Regions from separate parts of the Mus musculus genome. Here all the other regions are linked to region 2. The links are chromatin contacts, called in public HiChIP or PLAC-seq and Micro-C maps. All regions are on one chromosome and are shown on one strand. The core of a region is the stretch at or near the end of the contact, and the rest is flanking DNA. Distances in the headings are between cores, read along the strand shown. Region 1 overlaps 2700054A10Rik (RIKEN cDNA 2700054A10 gene). Region 2 holds the start of Tcte2 (t-complex-associated testis expressed 2). Region 3 holds the start of Dact2 (dishevelled-binding antagonist of beta-catenin 2).

Region 1 (3,596 bases), core at 22-2,521, 270 kb after region 2:
GCACAAATAAGGCAAAGGGGGAACTGAAACAGTCAGTAGCCTGTGTGGACGCACACGGACTTGAACATGGCTTGGCCCTGAAGACCTGACTGTTCCTAGGACCTCTTGTTTATTCCGATAACCATGGCTAAATCTGACCAGTGTCTGGTTTTCTGGCTTGTTTGGGAAGATATTTGGTTTTCTCCAGCAAACCCAGAATGGACTGAGATGTGAAGATATTTACAGCTTTTCAAAGGTCCTGAGGAGTTGCTTGGCTTTGGGAGAGTCCCATGGATACCGCTCATTGCAGGTTGACAGGCGACATGGTGGAAGTGGTTTTCACAGGTGGCCAGAGCAGGGAGGGGCACCGTCAGTGTGACAGGTTTCTTCCTGACTTCCATGGTCACCCTAGGGGAGGGACACCGAAGTTGGGGTTGAGGAATTTGGAGGTGAAACAGTTCAGGTGAGAGTCCCAGCTCCACAGCTCTGTGCATTCTGAGAAATGTCTTCTTGGACAGGCTGACTCTGCCAGCTTAATAGTATGTGCTTACAGATGCCAAGCTGGCTATGACATCATTGGGCACCACAACCACCGGGACCCCCCCACTGCCCATGCAGCCTACCAGTAGTTGAGGGGTCACTGTAGAAGCCTGTCTCTAACATGATGTCTGTGTTCAGTGCCTGCTCTCTGCTTCTCTGCCTAGACCACTGTGGTTCCAGTGCTGTTTTCCAAGCTACAAAGCTGAGAAAACACGCACACCAACTAAGAAGGAAGAAACTAAGCAATTCATTTGGCTGTCTACCTTTTTATCCAGGGTTTTAGTCTAGGTAGAAAGGAGCCCACTGGTTTCTACCACCCTTTGTTTTCCCAGTTGTGTTTCTCAGGGCCCTCACTGCCCGAGATTGTCGTCAGTTTACAGATTGCAGATCTAGCCCTGTACAAATACTACCTTCCAGATGGCACCAATCTCATGAGTCATACCCATGTCTGATCTCGGAGCAGAGCTGGGCAGACAGAGAGCTCTATTTCAGTGGAGATTGAACAGGAGGGTCAGGCAGTGCCGCAGGAGCCATGCTTGGCCAGGCAGCCTGAATCTTTGCCTCTGGGTCTCACCATCTGTGAGGGGCTTGCCCATTTCACATGTCCCACTGTCACTGCAGTCCCAACAGGCCCCACAATGCACGAGCATCATTTTGCTTTGGCCTCTTGCCATCTTTAAGATAGTGTGAGCTCGGTGAGCCCCTGAGGAATGGAGGGTTTTGCTGAGTCACTTCTGGGTCAGGGCTCCTTCCCTGTGAGCACGTGAGCAGGTGACCACACTGCTTTCCTGGGACCAGCACCCTTCCCTGGCTGCTGCTGTTCTTTCTAAGGCAGATGTTTTGCTCTGTTATGTAAACAGTTTTCTAACCTTTATATTTTTCTGAGGCTCATTAGAGCTGATGGAGAAGTGGATGGACCCTAAATTTGTAAGAGCATTCCCACCCTTCAGCATTCAATGACCTTTGCCCAGAGAGCTTTGAAATACTCCTGGGCCTGGCCCCTGCTCCTAAGCACATATGCAGACATGATTCTAGCAGCTTCTTCAGCTGAATCCCAGCACAGAGCTTACAGTGGTTTCCAGCTCTTCATGTGCACAGTTGTACTGGGGAAGAAGGAAGTACAGAGTCCTGTTATAGGTTAGTTGTGCCCCACCCCAAGGCTCCTAGTTAGAAGCTTCAGTCCTGAGACTACAGATGACCTTATCTGAAGATAGATCCTTATACAGGGGGGATCAAGCTATGAAGTCCTGAGTGTAAGCTTTAATCCAATATGCCTGTATCCTTATAAAAAGGAAAAATGCAGACGGGGACAGATATAAAGGGAAGGTACTGGAAGGAGATGCCATTTATAAATCTCAGGTTAAGCCAGTCCTGCCAACTTGTAGTCTTGACTTTCAGTGTCCAACATTTCTCTCTCTCTCTCTCTCTCTCTCTCTCTCTCTCTCTCTCTCTCTCTCTCTCTCTCTCTGTGTGTGTGTGTGTGCGCGCACGCGTGTACATGCAGGAGAGGGGTGAGCTGTGCACTCTCCACCTCCTTGAGATGAGGTCTCTCATAGGAAATTCAACTGGCAGAAAAGCCAAAGGACCCTCCTGTCTTCTCCCTGCACACAGTGAGACTCCAAGCGCTGCCGTGCCTGGCTTTTTGCGTGGGTGCTGAAGACGTGACATTGGGTTCTCACACTTACAAAGTGCTGAACCATCTAGCCCGCCCAAGAAATGAAGCTGCTGTGTAAGCTACGGCTGGTGGGATTTGGTCAGCGGCCCTAGTGGACTCCCATGCACACCACAGTGGAGTCATGGTGGATGGGGATACACGTGGGTTTGAGGATACATCTTATGAACTTGGGGCTTGTTCCTGCCCCTACTCCCTGTTAGGCACTGCAGTCTGGCGTCACGGAGAGGGCCAGGGCCAGGCTTCCCTGCTGTAGAGCCTCTGCATTTGCTCACAGATCCCAGATTTTTTTGAGACTTGGAAGGAAGGTGTCTTAGCGTTTTACTGCTGTGAACACACACCATGACCAAGGCAACTCTTAAAAGGACAACATTTAATTGGGGCTGGCTTCCAGGTTCAGAGGTTCAGTTCAATATCATCATGGCAGGAAGCACAGTAGCCTCCAGGCAAGTATGGCTCTGGGGGAGCTGAGAGTTCTACATCTTCATCCAAAGGAAGCCAGGGACAGACTGTCCTGGGGCATTTAGGAGAAGGGTCTCAAAGCCTACCCCATCAAGGGTCATACCTCCTCCAACAAGGCCATACCTCCTAATACTGCCCCGCCCTAGGCCAAGCACATTCAAACCATCAGAGAGGGGCTGGTGCTGGAGGTAAGGAGAGTCACAGAAGGGGAGACTGAGGACAGCTCAGACTTTGCAGGGATAGCAGTTTTAGTGGTTCTGCTCAAGATCCCTCAGGACTTCCACACTAAAAAGCAGGATCCTCCCTCCCCCGCACCCCTCCTGCTCCTGCTGCTGGCGTATGCCCCATCTTCCTAAGGGTCTATCTCAGCACCCTATGCATAGAGGTAAAGTTCAAAGCAGCCTTGCTTGCTAGTAGGGTGTCAGAAGGACTAGGCCTATGCTGTTGGAAACTCACTCATGCTAGGGAAGGGATCTCTTTCCTTAAGAGAGGGGGTAACCCTTCCTACCCCCAAACACTGTCCCTCCCGGCCACTCAAGAGCACGTCAACTCAATCTGCCACTTTGTTTCCCAGATGCCTCTTTGCTCAGCCTTTTGGTGAACACATCAAACACAATGCCAGGTCACCGGGTACATCCAATGCTCAGACACCGAGGTCAACAATGAACCTGCTACTTTCGGTCCACGCAGTGTGCTGACACCCAGTTTCACTTGTCTGCTGGGAAGACCCCGCTCTGACCATCCGTGAATGGTTCACCAGCTTCCACGCCTGCTTTGGTAATGTGCTCAGTTTAAGGATTTTCCATTCATTTCTAGCTCTGCCCAGCAGCCCAGTGTAGACACATACTTGTCACGTCTTTCAGTGATGAAGCCCTGATCTTCAGAGACAGCTATACTGGCTCCAGCTTCTCTTGGGACCTTCAGGACTTGGCCAGATGTGTTC
Region 2 (3,799 bases), core at 75-2,574:
CTAAAACAACAAAATAGAAAATGTGAGCTAGCCATTACATTTTGAAAACAAATTAATTTCATTATGAAAGGCTTTCAATTACAAGTTGTTTCTAAAAATAGAAATGTTCAGATGTAAGAGAGGGTAATGAAAAAGATAATTTCATTTAAGTCCTGTAATTTTTTTCATTGTCTACACAACTCTTTACCTGCAGAAAACTGGGGGGGGGGGGGGGGAACATTCCACAAAACATGCAACTTTACTGTTCATCTCTCCAAAATGATAAAGTTTCAAGTGAATGCTTATAGAATAGAATCCAGTTAAATCTAAAATATTTAATTTAAAATGTTTTAAAGCTAACTCCTCAATTTAAGACTAAAACACTAAGCTGTTACTTCTCAACAGAAAACACATCTTTTCTTAATCAGATAAGAACTCTGGGGGAGGGGGAGGAACAAGGGAATTCACTTGACTAGCAATATTTTACTTGCAAAGTTTATCCTGCCATTTAAAAAAAAAAAAATCAAGCTAATTATTCTGAAAGACAAAATAATACTGAAACTATATTGATTCAGGGCTCCTTTCTAAAGAGTCGCTTGTAAGGCTATGAACGAACACTAACTACACAGTAAATTTGCTTACTAAAATACAACTCGTAAAATCGTTACAGAAGATGAATTATGAATCAGGAGTAACTTAACATCCACCGGTGTTCAAATTGGCCACCTGAACCTAATAATTTACCTTAGCTTGTCAAATAGGGATCGAGAGAAAGGGCTCTAACTAGGTCAAGTGTGCTCACAAGAAGGTGAGAGGGAAGGAGAGGAAAACCTGCCTTCCTCCACCGGCAAAATTAAGTCAATCTGAGAAGACTGCTCAGATCTACCAAATCTGTGTTCGCGGCTAAGCGCTGGCTGCTGTGTTTCAGCAAGCACCTCTTAGGTTTCAAAGCCAGAGCTATTTCCAAATCCGGCACAAGTCCTGGGTATAGTGTGGGGTCGCGTGGAACAGGTCTGCCCAGCCACAACTTAACCAAACGCCCTTTGGCCCGCTGTCTAACGGAGGCTTCCCCGAGGCTTCCCGCCGGCCACGGAACTCCTCCGACAGTCTCCCCGGTACCAACCGGCTGGCTGGATACCGGCCCTCACCCCACCCCCAAGATCGTCCAGAACGCTTCCCGCAGCCCCGCTGCGTACCGCCAGCGCACGGGGCTGGAGCAGGGGTTTATCTGTCTGCCCGCTGCGCGCCACCGGACCCCGCCGGGCTAGAACGCACGCGCGCCGTGGGGCGCACGGGGCTCACACCGCCGCGGGCATCGGCCGGTCACGTGGCCTCGGAGGGGCCGAGATCCGCGTCCCGACGGTTCGAAGACGCCATCAAAGAAACCGGCGGCGAGGAGCGCATCCCGCAGGGGAAGGCCCGCGGCCTGCGTGGGCCGCGACGGGGACCGGTGCGCTGGCAGGTAAGGGCCGGGAGGGCACAGGTGGGTCGTGCCGCACAGGTGGGCGGCCAGGTGCAGTCCTGTGGGCGCAAGCGGGGCCTGAGGACACAAGTGCGCGCCTGGAAAGGATGCGGGTGACACAGGTGGGGTCTGAGGACCCACGTGGGTGGCCAGGCGGAGTCCCGGGGACACAAGTGCACGTCCAGGTGTGTCTCCGCGCGCAGGTGGCCGGCCCGCCCTCTGCGCCGGCCACCAAGCCGCCCTGGACCCCGCCCGGGCGGCGGGGCACCGCAGGAGGCGACAAGGACGAGCGCCCCTAGGGACCCCGCTGGCCAGTACGGTGGGCGGAGGCCGAGGGGACAGGGCCGCGGGCGAGGGCGGGTCCGCGGGCGGACGGGCGGGCGGGCAGGCCAGCGGGGGAGGGGCGGCCGCGGGACCCCACCGCGCTCTGCCTCCCGCGGCCTCCGCGTCGCCGGCCCGCGCGCGGGCCCCCTCCCCTCGCACCCCGGCGGCGGCGGCGGCGCTCACCTCGGTCGGCTGGCTGATCTCGAACAGGTCCAGCCGGTTGGCGTTCCAGTGGTGAATGATGTCGGCCAGCTTCCGCCGCTCTTCGTCGCGGCCGCCCGCCGACATGATCGCGGCCGCTCCTCCCCAGGGCCAGCCGGGCCGGAACACCGCAGGCCGCCTCACCGCCGCCGCCGCCGCCGCGCGTCCTCCGCCGGGCTCGGCCCGCGTCCGGCCCGCGCCGCTTCAGCCCGCCTCAGCCGCGGCCGGTGCGCCGAGCGCCGCCCCCCGCCCTCCCGCCGCCGTGCGCGCCCGCCCGCCGTGCGCGTCCCCGCGAGCGCGCGCCGCGCCGCTAGGTGCTGCCGCGTGGTCGCGCGCGCGTGCGTGCGTGCAGGGGCGCGTCGGGTGTCAGCGGGCCGCACTCGCTCTGTGCCGGAGGCGTGAGTCCTCACCGGAGCCGCTCGGTCCTGCGGCCGCGCTCGGTCCGCCCTGGGCAGGCTCAGGGGTGGCGGACGAGCTGGCGAGCAGAGGGGCGGCGCCCTGACGGGCGGGGCGACCCGGAGCTGCAGAGCGGGATGGACAGGTGGGCGTGGGCTGCGCGGCCGGCGGAACTGGCCGGCCATCCCGCCGCGGCCCTGACGCCTGGGCTGCGCTGGCTGCTGGGGTCAAATCCCAGCTGACCTTTCTCCGGAGGAAAGATAAATTATTATGGTTGTGTGTGAGCGTCAGTGCAAATGTTTTCCGAGCCCTCCTCCGGCTCAGGGTGCCTTTTGGATCCCCCGCATTCCTCAACCCCGGCCAGGGAGCGGCGGCGCCCTTTGTGTCTCCGCGGAGCGCATGCCACCTCGGGGAAAACAACGAATCTGAGTTAGAACGGGGAGAGAGAGACACTAGCGTGAGTTTTGTTAATCTTTTAAAGCCTCCCGGTGAACCTAGAAACCCAAAAATTATCTTGAACAGCAAATGCTCTGGGGTTTAGAGAACGTTTGTTTCTTTGTCTTTTTCATTGCCTCTTCCGTGCCAAAAACAATCTGTTTGCTGGAGAACACATCCGGAAAGAGCTGTTTTCCCCTGTTCATCCAGGTAAAATTGGTGTTTGGCATGCTCTAAGGGAAAGCCTTCACCGGAGCTAAGAGAGCAATACGCTGTATTTGACATGCCCTCTTTTATTTCTGCTCTCTCTCCCTTTTCCAGTGAGAAGATATGTTTTCTCTCTACCAGTTAGATTTCTTCTTTTGTCAGAAAGAAGAGCATCTGTCCTCCAGGCTGGGCTTTGTCTCCGTTTGCTCTGCGACTGCACTAGCGCAGCAAGGCTACATAAGGAGGCTTTTCAGCAGAGGAGCCTGGTGTTGAACTCGTGCCATGGGGAATGAATTCTTCTATAGACCCCTCGTCCTCTTCTGGAAGTTAAAGGGGGGCGATTTGCAAAAAAAGCATATGTGTATGAATGTGTCTTCCTGTCCTAGCATTTTGTGCCTTTAAGTCCTTGTGCTTCTGAGTGGACTCGACTGTCAGTGCCGCTCAAGGCCCTCACTAGCCTCCACACTCAGAGTTCCCCTGACAGAGCCAGTGTAAACTGGTTTTCACAGCATGAGCTGTATTCCTGCTGAAGAACTGGCTTTTACAGAATTTGCAAAGCTAGCAATTAGACAACTAACACCCATGCCACTGTGTTGTTAAAGGGAACATTCAGTATTGCTAGAGACCGAGAAAGGCTCTCTGCAGCGTTGTTTTTATGGGAAGAAATATGTATGTAGAGAAGCCAACAGACAGTGCAGGGCTAAATCCATGTCCGCTGCCCTTGGTTTCTGGTTTACTTTAAAAAGCTCCATCTGTATCATCTTCACAAGTGAACCAGTTCCCAAAGTATAATGC
Region 3 (3,501 bases), core at 583-3,082, 440 kb before region 2:
AAAAAAAACCTCAAAAACAAATTGGACACGGGAACAAGGCTTACTGATAATCTGAGGCATGGTTGAATAAACTGAAAGTGGACCTGATTGTGTGGCAAGGGGCCCATGTCTGTGCACCAAGAACACTCAACTTAATGTAATATTTCCTATTGACTGACAGGTTCCGGGCATCCCCCAACAAGACCCATGCTGTCTTCTTTGCAGACACTGGCCACGTGACCCATAAATTCTGTGGAAATAGGGAGGGCACAGAGCAGGAGGCAGTAGTGAGAAGATACAGGGCTGGAGAGCTTATGTGTCCAGACTTCAGAACCCAGTGAAAAGGTGAGTCATTGACACAGCCTGGAACAAGCATAAATATGACAGAAAACAGAAATTCCTTCTCCATATCAGCTGACCCTCCATTGATCTACACCTCTCACTGTTTCCTGTTGGGCAGTGGGCTACACTGTCTGCAGAAAAATGAAAGAGACTCAGGAGGATCAAGGACAGAGCTCAGCCTGAGAGGATGAAGGACTTCAGAGTATCAGCTTTAAACTACAAAAGCTTAGAAGTCTGTAGCTTCGAATCAGGCAGCGACTTCTCAGTCGTCACACAGAAAGCAGTAAAAAGCGGGGAAAACTGGTGCAAGGAGGTAAAGATAAAGAGTAAAAACTTTAACCAAGCTCAGTGCTGCGAAGCTGTGATCTAGGTACACACAGAAGGCTGGAGTTCCTTGGAGACCAGCCTGGTCTACGGAGTAGTTCTGTTGTAGTAAGACCCGGTCTTAGAACCAAACAAAACAAAAATAGGGAAGTAAAATGAATAGAAACCTGTAGACTGGAGAAAACATTGTGAGAATCCTGTATCTAAGAAAGAAATTGCAAATAAGGAAAGAGTTTAAAGGAGACTCTGGTCTTCGTTACTAAGGAGATAGCCAACTTAAAGCAAGTAGCGAACCTGAATGACCGATTCTACAGGGAAAAGATACTTAACTTCCTCCTGCCCGAGGAATCACTGCAAGCTACACTCCACAGGCCTGGGTGCTCTGGATGGAGGCACCTTCCCACCCCTGCTTGGGAGGAAATGGTAAGAACACGGGAAAGTGGTCTCTTCAGTAACCACCCGCGATTCAACAATTCCTGCCTTCGGTAGACACTCAAGGAAGAGAAAAGCATTTTCATCCTGCCTGTGTGCAGAAGTGGATGACAGCTTCTTCCTAACTTATCACTGGAGGAACATGAAGACTATAGATACTCTACTCGGCCAGTAAAGTGCTGCAAAATGGGCGCGCCCGGAAGTCTAACAGCAAAAGACCCGGATAACAGGATTCCACTCAAGACAGTGTCCACAGGAGGCCGCTGGGGGGCTCTGAGCATGGAGTGAGTAAAGGAGGTGGGGGCGACTGAGAGTGTGCGGCTTGCTTCTGGGATCCAGACAGTGTTGCTGAAGTGACCACCATGGTGAGAGCTGCACACCTCAGGAACTTTCTAGAAGCTTCCTTAAAGGTGCGTAGCATGTGTGTGAAGCTGGACTCGGTACTGAGAAGCGAGCGCAGGTTTTCCATGTACATTGGCGAACCTGGTATAGGATTTTCCATTTTAATCAGCTTACAAATAGGAACGTGCGTCTTGCAATGTAAATTTTTTTCTTTTGTAATTTTTTTAAATTTAAAAACCTAAACAAAACCTTTGCCTATGCTTAAGCTCCTCTCTGTCCCTCTGCGGAGGGGCTTTTGGCCTTCCCCGATGAGCTCATAGGTCCCAGGGGCGCAGGGGTTGGGCGAGGGCGCGGCCGGTCGACGGGGCGGGCAGGGGGCGGCCGCTGTGACCTCGGGCGTCGCAAACACCGCCCTCCGCGGCCAGCGATAGGTCCCAACCCACCTAAGCGACCTGCAGCCGGGGGCGGGGAGACGCGACGGGGACGCGCGGCGCGGCGGTTGAGCGTCCGGGAGATGTGGGCACCGAGCGGCCAGGGGCCCGCGGGTTGGGACCGCCGCAGGGTGGGCGCGCGACTACGAGCCGCACTGGCCGGGCTGCAGGAGCTTCAGGGGCTGCGAGCCACGCAGCAAGCACGCGTGCGGGGAGCTCTGGGCCTGCACCCTGCGCCAGGGCCCCGCGGCCAGGAGCTGCGTCTGGAGGCGGCGCTGACCGCGCTACGGGAGCAGCTGGTAAGGAGCAAGTTGGGCGCGAGCGGCCGAAGGGACCTGCTGGGGCGCGATCGGGGCGCAGTTGCGTGGAATGTGCGAGCGGAAAGAGCAGATGCGCGGCTGCGTGGGGAGCGCGCCGCGGGGTGCGAGCTGGAGAGCCGCGCGCGGGACCCGGGGTTGACTGCGCACCGCCTCTGCGGCGGACACAACCTTGGTGCGGCGGCGCGCAAGTCTGGCTAGACACAGGCTGTTGTGGTGGGGAGCGTGGGCTCCATTCCGCCTGGCAGGAGTCTGCGCACATACTGACCTCATCCCGGGAGCAGGTCATCCGGCTACACTGCGTGGCTACACTGCGTGAACTTGAGCCACAGGGCACTGTACTGGGTTTGCTTGGGTCATTGAGGAGTCTTGCCCGCTGAGGATCGTCTCCAAGATTGCACGTCACCTGATCCCATTAAAAAAAAAAAAAAAATAAGACGAGTGTCCTCCGGTATGCGGAACGTGGGAGAGGGGATTAGTGGCGCTTTCTCATCTACCCGCGCCCATCGAGTCCCCCTCTGTAGACCACTTGGGGCCCCTCGGGAGTAGAATTGCTACCCATTTCTAGAAACAGCTCAAGGTTCCTTCCCCTCAGTACTGCAGTATTTTTAAAAGAACAAAATAGTGCGCACTCGAAAGAGTGTGATAGCGTTGCGTCCACAACTCTTTAAGTGGGATTTTTTTTTCACGGTGAAATTTGGATCTGTCCTGTTGAAAGTAGCCTCTTGGTAAAGTTCAGGGTGAAACTGCTGTGTTCCAATCAACTTTAGTTCAGAATAGTGTTGGGTTTGTGTCTAAAGAATCAGGAAGTCCAGTGTCTGAGTCACTACTCCCCAGGACACCTGGAATCTTCCCTGAGTGTAAGAGATCTGGCTGAGGGCGGAATCCAGCTGACAGTCTCCTCCAGTCTGAGACACCCAACTGCTGCCCAGAGAGAGACATGGCCGGTGAGGACTGGACTCTGTACACTGTTGCACCCACGGGACCAAGGCATTATAACAGGTGCCTGTCTTTAGGGGTGGGTGGGGGTGCTCCACACTGGTCACGTGATCTCAGCCAGGCAGGCGCACTGATGAGTTACAAGCATGACCCGTTCCTGAAGGTTAACGATTAAACCCCCCCCCCCACGTCAGCAATACACAAACCCAATCTGTGAGCCCTCACACTCCAATTACCAGGAGCCTGTGGAGAGATCAAACAAGCTTTTTGTTGACACACTCCCCCTCCTCTCCAGGAGACCAGGAGGAACACACTGGCTTTGTCTTGAAACTTGGTTCACGGGGGAAAAGTGAAAAATAATTGAATTCTATGTGGCTTTATCACTTCACCATGTT

What was found. A called contact is a pair of places that touch in the nucleus more often than the background predicts. HiChIP or PLAC-seq counts read pairs in DNA pulled down with a chosen protein or histone mark.
Region 1: a FOXA1 HiChIP or PLAC-seq map of pancreatic cancer cells shows a contact between it and region 2. The contact joins the enhancer-like site here to the promoter of Tcte2 in region 2. A contact is called at or near these places in 11 of 39 promoter capture datasets (the C10 cell line, the HPC-7 cell line, cranial neural crest and 7 more), 1 of 15 datasets of contacts at CTCF or cohesin (the NIH/3T3 cell line), 1 of 484 Hi-C or Micro-C datasets (LSK cells), 14 of 115 datasets of contacts at active chromatin or transcription factors (bone marrow-derived macrophages, embryonic basal ganglia, embryonic forebrain and 8 more) and 2 of 9 other capture datasets (adipose tissue and liver).
Region 3: a contact with region 2 is called in a Micro-C map of embryonic stem cells, with 11 times the contacts expected there. The contact joins the promoter of Dact2 here to the promoter of Tcte2 in region 2. A contact is called at or near these places in 3 of 39 promoter capture datasets (cranial neural crest, embryonic stem cells and liver), 3 of 484 Hi-C or Micro-C datasets (all in embryonic stem cells) and 1 of 115 datasets of contacts at active chromatin or transcription factors (stem cell-derived neural progenitor cells).

What each region holds. Positions count from the first base shown.
Region 1 is chr17:13,490,471-13,494,066 of GRCm38.p6, reverse strand. It overlaps 2700054A10Rik (RIKEN cDNA 2700054A10 gene), which reads left to right. Exons shown (of 4, transcript NR_045437.1): 4 at 3,228-3,596. Among named protein-coding and RNA genes, the nearest start is that of Gm26375, 42 kb to the left of the region's middle. Within about 2 kb of position 1,271, at least 35 of the 459 cell types and tissues checked have an H3K27ac peak or open chromatin away from gene starts, as enhancers often do. A contact at or near this core is called in the NIH/3T3 cell line and pancreatic cancer cells, where this site is marked.
Region 2 is chr17:13,758,928-13,762,726 of GRCm38.p6, reverse strand. It overlaps Tcte2 (t-complex-associated testis expressed 2), which reads left to right and starts at 1,324. Exons shown (of 3, transcript NM_022311.3): 1 at 1,324-1,441. It overlaps Afdn (afadin, adherens junction formation factor), which reads right to left and starts at 2,186. Exons shown (of 33, transcript NM_010806.1): 1 at 1,949-2,186. The coding sequence starts at 2,053.
Region 3 is chr17:14,202,162-14,205,662 of GRCm38.p6, reverse strand. It overlaps Dact2 (dishevelled-binding antagonist of beta-catenin 2), which reads left to right and starts at 1,832. Exons shown (of 4, transcript NM_172826.3): 1 at 1,832-2,149. The coding sequence starts at 1,934. It overlaps Gm34510 (a long non-coding RNA gene), which reads right to left and starts at 1,956. Exons shown (of 3, transcript XR_001782252.2): 1 at 1,863-1,956.